Regions from separate parts of the Sus scrofa genome. Here region 1 is linked to region 2. A link is a contact called in public Hi-C data. All regions are on one chromosome and are shown on one strand. The core of a region is the stretch at or near the end of the contact, and the rest is flanking DNA. Distances in the headings are between cores, read along the strand shown. Region 1 overlaps KDM4C (lysine-specific demethylase 4C). Region 2 overlaps LOC110255532 (a long non-coding RNA gene).

Region 1 (2,839 bases), core at 90-2,589, 350 kb after region 2:
ACTAAAAGCGTACTAAGTAATGAAAGAAATTTCAGTACATTTTAAATTTAATTTTTGGATATGAAACCTCTAGAAAAAGGTGAAGGCAATTTATATTCAACTTAGTTAAGCTAAATACTTTTAAAATGATAGATGAAAATAATTTAAAATACAGATCTTGGTGTTAGCAAGTAAAACAAGGATTCCCTGAAAATTACTACCAAAGACATCAGAAAGGAACTTTCCACGTTGAGACATTAAGGAGAACATGAATATCGAATTATGAATATTTCTAAGAAATAAATGTGTCCAGAATTGGAAAAAAAAAAAAAGAAAGAAAGAAAATGGAGTTCCCATCGTGGCTCAATGGTTAACGAATCCATGAGGTTGCAGGTTCAATCCCTGGCCTTGCTCAGTGGGTTAAGGATCCAGCGTTGCCATGAGCTGTGGTGTACGTCGCAGATGCGGCTCAGATCCTGAATTGCTGTGGCTCTGGCACAGGCCGGCGGCTACAGCTCCGATTCAACCCCTAGCCTGGGAACCTCCATATGCCACAGGTGCGGCCCTAGAAAAGACAAAAAGACAAAAAAAAAAAGAAAAGAAAAAGAAAAAGAAAGAAAAGATGACTCCGGGTGTTTGTGTTGAAGACAAAGTGAGAAAACCCAGGTACACCCTCTCTGATGTACACTGTTCCCATATCCCTCCTACTGAGGTCACTAGACAAAAACACATATAAAAGACCAAGGGGTTCAAATAACATTTTGCCTAATTTTCCACTTTATTTTTTTCCTTTGATTTTACAAGCTATACTAAGCTTCTTGTACAAAAGCTCCAAATTACACAATAGTATGTAAAAAATTATTCCTGTAATTACCCAATACCCTGCCATTCAGAGGCAACCGCGACATGGCATTTGAAAAGTCTTTCCCCTGTTCATTTAAAAAAATTAATAATAGAGAACATTATAATTTCTCTTAAATTTCTCATCAAAATGTGGTTTATGAAAAGTTACAGTGACAAGGATTAAAGAAACATGTTGAACTTTTTTTTTTTTCCTTTACTGTAGTCACATATGGAGAACTGGGCGGGGGCTCTAGCCCAAGAATCTGGGAAAGCCAAGGTAAAAACCTGTCCACGTGCTTCCTGCCACAACTCAGGTTGACATCTGACCGAGATAGAGAAATCAACACCTGAGCACAGATGCTTTGCTCCCTAGAGTGACTGGTGTGGTTGCAAATGTGGACCATACACTCCATTGCCCTTATGAGCTGACTTCTCACATACGGCTGGGGTCCAGGACACTGTGATGCAGTTTAAAGATATCTGTGTGAGTCACAGAGCATTGGCTTCTCCACTTTGTACTTTGCTCCACATCACATTCCAGAAGCAGCAGAGGCAGCAGAGTGGTTGAGATAAAGGAGTTCTGCAGCTTAGCGGCTGGACAAACTCAAATTACCAAATTCCTCTTAGCCTCAGTTTTATCGAATGTAAAGTGGGAATAATATCAACTCAAAGAATTATAGAAGGATAACCTAGACAATGCCTGGCACAGAGCATCCAAAATGAAAAAGAATATTCAACACCAGAACATTAGTATATCTTTCTCACCACTAAAATACAGTAAGCTACTCTATTTCATATTTACTGCTTTTAAGCTTGAGTGCAACAGGTGGGGTGAGATAGCATTTAATTACTTCCGAAGCAAAGCAAATCAAACCAAAAAGATTAGTCCAAAATCTATGCAAACAGCATGTTTAATTCTCCAGATTGTAGGTGCTCCTCGCTGAATGCTAACGACCTGTCTTCCTGAAGCATGTGTAACAACATGAGCTTCCACAACAGGGCCATTCTCAACATCTGTCAGCTCAGTCTCCACATCTGTTTTCAAAAACATGTATCATCCGGACAGAACTTTGATGAATGAGTGATAGCTGCACCAAAACTCAAAATGTGTTCAGCTGCTTTGATATGCCACAGGAAGGCAGGAGTCAGGCTAAGAGATACAAAGTGGATCCCCCAGGAAACAAGCCTCTGGCCTGAGCTGTGCTGCAGGGTTAACAGCTCTACTTCTGAGAGTCCTATTAGAATGCCTCCTTGCTACCAGGAGGATGACCTCAGGATGTACCAAAACTGCTAACTCGATGCACCTTGGACAGATTTTGATTCCAATCACTAGGTGTGTGGCTGTAACCAGATATAGGCTGGACTCAATTACAAAAGGAAAGAGAAATCCCAGGATAGGGAAAGTACACAAGTCAAAAGATCAGCTTTATCCAAACATTAGGGCAACAAACAAAACATAACTGAGGACAAAGTCCTAAAGTTCCAGAAGAAAATGACAGGTGACATTTTATCTCAGAAAAAGTCCATAGACTGACTCAAGCAGTAGTTTAGGCTATTGTGTCCCCATCCTAATGGTGATGCTGACTATTCCCATATAGGATGAGAAATAGCATATTGAGATTTCGGGGTGTGGGGAGTTGCTCATGCAACTTTCCTATTCCTACTGAGGAGTAGTTTTCAGAGTGAGCCTTCATTATCATTGTTCATGTTGTTCTGTGTCTATATTTCTGGTCTATTCTTTAAAAAGTCAATGTATTTTAAGTTTCCAAAGTCTAATATGCCAGACATTAATGAATTTTAGTGCAAATAGCAAGGGCTTTGGTGTAATACAGATCAATTTAATCACAGCTCAACCATTTCCCATGTGTATATCTTAAATGAATAGTCATGCATCTCAATTTCATTAAAACCATCTGAATTTCCAGGAAAAAATGGGCTGGAATAGTGCTTAGCATAAAATGTTATGAAAGCAAGAACTTTGGGATTTTGTTGTTGTAGTTTTTACTGTTTCTTCATT
Region 2 (2,700 bases), core at 118-2,617:
AAAGAGAGTTAAGAGACTACTTCCTGACCATACCTGCCCATGACCACAGACACAGACATTTTTCAAATGAACATTCATGGATTAAGCACCAGCTCTGTATGAAGCATGGGGAAGATGCTCTGGGAACTGAAATGAGGCTAGATAACCCCAAGCTCTGATTGCTCACTATCTATTGGGAAAGCAAATACCTATACAAAGAGCTTTGCATTTAGGTTGTTTCCATGTCTTGGCTATTGTGAATAGGGCTGCAACGAACATGCGGGTGTATATGTCTTTTTTAAGGAAAGTTTTGTCCGGATACATGCCCAAGAGTGGGATTGCTGGGTCATATGGAAGTTCTAGATATAGTTTTCTAAGGTACCTCCATACTGTTTTCCATAGCGGTTGTACCAATTTACGTTCCCACCAACAGTGCAGGAGGGTTCCCTTTTCTCCACACCTCCTCCAGCATTTGTTATTTGTGGACTTATTAATGATAGCCATTCTGACTGGTGTGAGGTGGTACCTCATAGTAGTTTTGATTTGCTTGTCTGGTCACTTGTGATGGAGCATGATGATATGAGAAAAAAGAATGTATACATGTATGTGTGGCTAGGTCACCTTGCTTTGCAGTGGAAAACTGACAACACTGTAAACCAGCTATAGTGGAAAAAATAAAAATCAAAACAAACAAAAAAAGAGCTTTGCAGAAGGGAGTGTATGCTAAGTGTTATCAAATCATGCTATGGCCATGTAGAGGAGACATTCATTCTGAAAAATGTTCTGAGAGAGCAACTTGAAAGAGAGATATGTCAAGATGATAAAATGAAAAAAGTAACATATGTACATGGAATTGCTGAGGTTAGTCATTTGGTAACTAAAACAGTAATAATTGGTCAGAACCGAGCCATAAAGAAAAAACAAGAAAGAGGGAAGGAGAGAAGGAGGGAAGAAAATAAATGAAAGAAACATGTACTAATTATTTGCACCATCCTTATATTTTAAGAACTGCCACAGTTTCCTTTACGTTACCAGCTAATTTAGACAGGGAGTTTATTTGATGCTGTTGGTTGCCTCTCTAACATTAATCCTTCAAGTAGCCTTTAGCTTTAAGACAGGCTGGCCCCATCCTGATCCAAAGGGCTGGGTTGTGATTAGTCCAGCCTTTTGTGGCAGCCTCACCCTCTCTCTCCCTGCCAATAGTTTGCTCAGGAATGAGTGTGTGAAACAATTCTGGCCAATGACACAGCAGGGCTTGAAGTTTCTCTTTTCTTCAAAAGGCACCCAAAAAAAGGCTCTTTTTCTTCTATATCTGGATACTGTTTTGTCTGGATGTGGTGCCTGTGGCTGTGGGCAGGGTGGGAGATGGAAGGAGGCTGACTGCTAATGATTGCATCACTGAACTAACCAGCTCTGAAATTCCTGTCACCTTACTTCATGCTGAGTGAGAAAACCAATGTCCTCACCACTTCAGCCAGCTGCCCCCCCCCCTTTCTATTACTTGGAGGCACAAGGGAACCCTGATAATAGGGAGGTGCCACATTTTTGTTCTGCTGTGGCTGGGAAATAGGCACAGACATGGACTCTAAGAGATGGATCATTGCCATTGGGTTTCCCGCAGGATAAATGTAGTAAAGCCTTCCTATAAAACTCACAGAAGCCAGAGTCCCCTATGCCCCTCTCTCTGCAGGCTCTTCACATAGTTTGTCTCCCGGGTCAGGGCTCTAGTGGGCTCTCAAACTGCATTCAGCTGGTTCTGAGATTAGACAAGAAGGAGCCACCATATGGGAGAATTTAGAGGAAAAGGGGGGTTTTGAGGTGTGACCAGTATTATCATAAAGGTTAATAAAACACTGTGCCCAAAACACTAATCTTTGCCAGCCATGGCTCCTCCCTGCACATGACATAAAAACACCTGGAATATCTTACACTCACCCAGCACTTCCTATTTCAGAAGCACTTGGAAACATGATTTCACATATATTTAATCCTGAAAAAAACATCATGAGGTACATAGAGCAGGTATTTCTACCTCCATTTAATAGATAAGCAACCTAATAAATAAGCTTTGAAAAGCTACACAGTTGATACTGATGGGCCTCAGACTTTGACTTTCAATCCCTAAAGAGACCAGAAACCTAAGAATATTAATATTGCAGTTCCCGTCATGGCATGACTAGGAACCATGAGGTTGCAGGTTCGATCCCTGGCCTTGCTCAGTGGGTTAAGGATCTGGTGTTGCCATGAGCTGTGGTGTAGGTTGCAGACGCAGCTCAGATCCCGTGTTGCTGTGGCTCTGGTGTAGGCCAGTGGCTACAGCTCCGATTAGACCCCTAGCCTGGAAACCTCCATATGCCACGGGAGTGGCCATAGAAAAGACAAAAAGACAAAAAAAAAAAAAAGAATATTAATATGAATATATTTACATATGTATATTTATATGACTAAATAAAAACATTATTTTACAATTATAGTTATTATTAAATTATATATAATTGAAAATAAATATAAATCACAAAGGATTCAAGCCACAGGGAGCTTTTATATGTTAGGAGAGAGAGGGTAGATGCATGCAAACAAAACATGAGAGATACAGAAAAAAAAATCTTTGAGGTCAATTTTGAGGGAAAAGATTTACTCTCAGATCTTCTGATTTGCAATGCAAGGAATTTTTACCACACTGTTCTCAGTAAGCTTTATGTGTGTGTGTGTGCGCGCGCG

Evidence for each region. A called contact is a pair of places that touch in the nucleus more often than the background predicts.
Region 1: a contact with region 2 is called in a Hi-C map of fetal heart ventricle, with 3 times the contacts expected there. The contact joins two enhancer-like sites. A contact is called at or near these places in 2 of 47 Hi-C or Micro-C datasets (embryonic fibroblasts and fetal heart ventricle).

The regions. Positions count from the first base shown.
Region 1 is chr1:215,167,967-215,170,805 of Sscrofa11.1, forward strand. All of the region lies in intron 17 of KDM4C (lysine-specific demethylase 4C), which reads right to left. Among named protein-coding and RNA genes, the nearest start is that of KDM4C, 340 kb to the right of the region's middle. Within about 2 kb of position 1,340, at least 6 of the 83 cell types and tissues checked have an H3K27ac peak or open chromatin away from gene starts, as enhancers often do.
Region 2 is chr1:214,818,749-214,821,448 of Sscrofa11.1, forward strand. All of the region lies in intron 2 of LOC110255532 (a long non-coding RNA gene), which reads right to left. Among named protein-coding and RNA genes, the nearest start is that of TMEM261, 370 kb to the left of the region's middle. Within about 2 kb of position 1,368, at least 4 of the 83 cell types and tissues checked have an H3K27ac peak or open chromatin away from gene starts, as enhancers often do.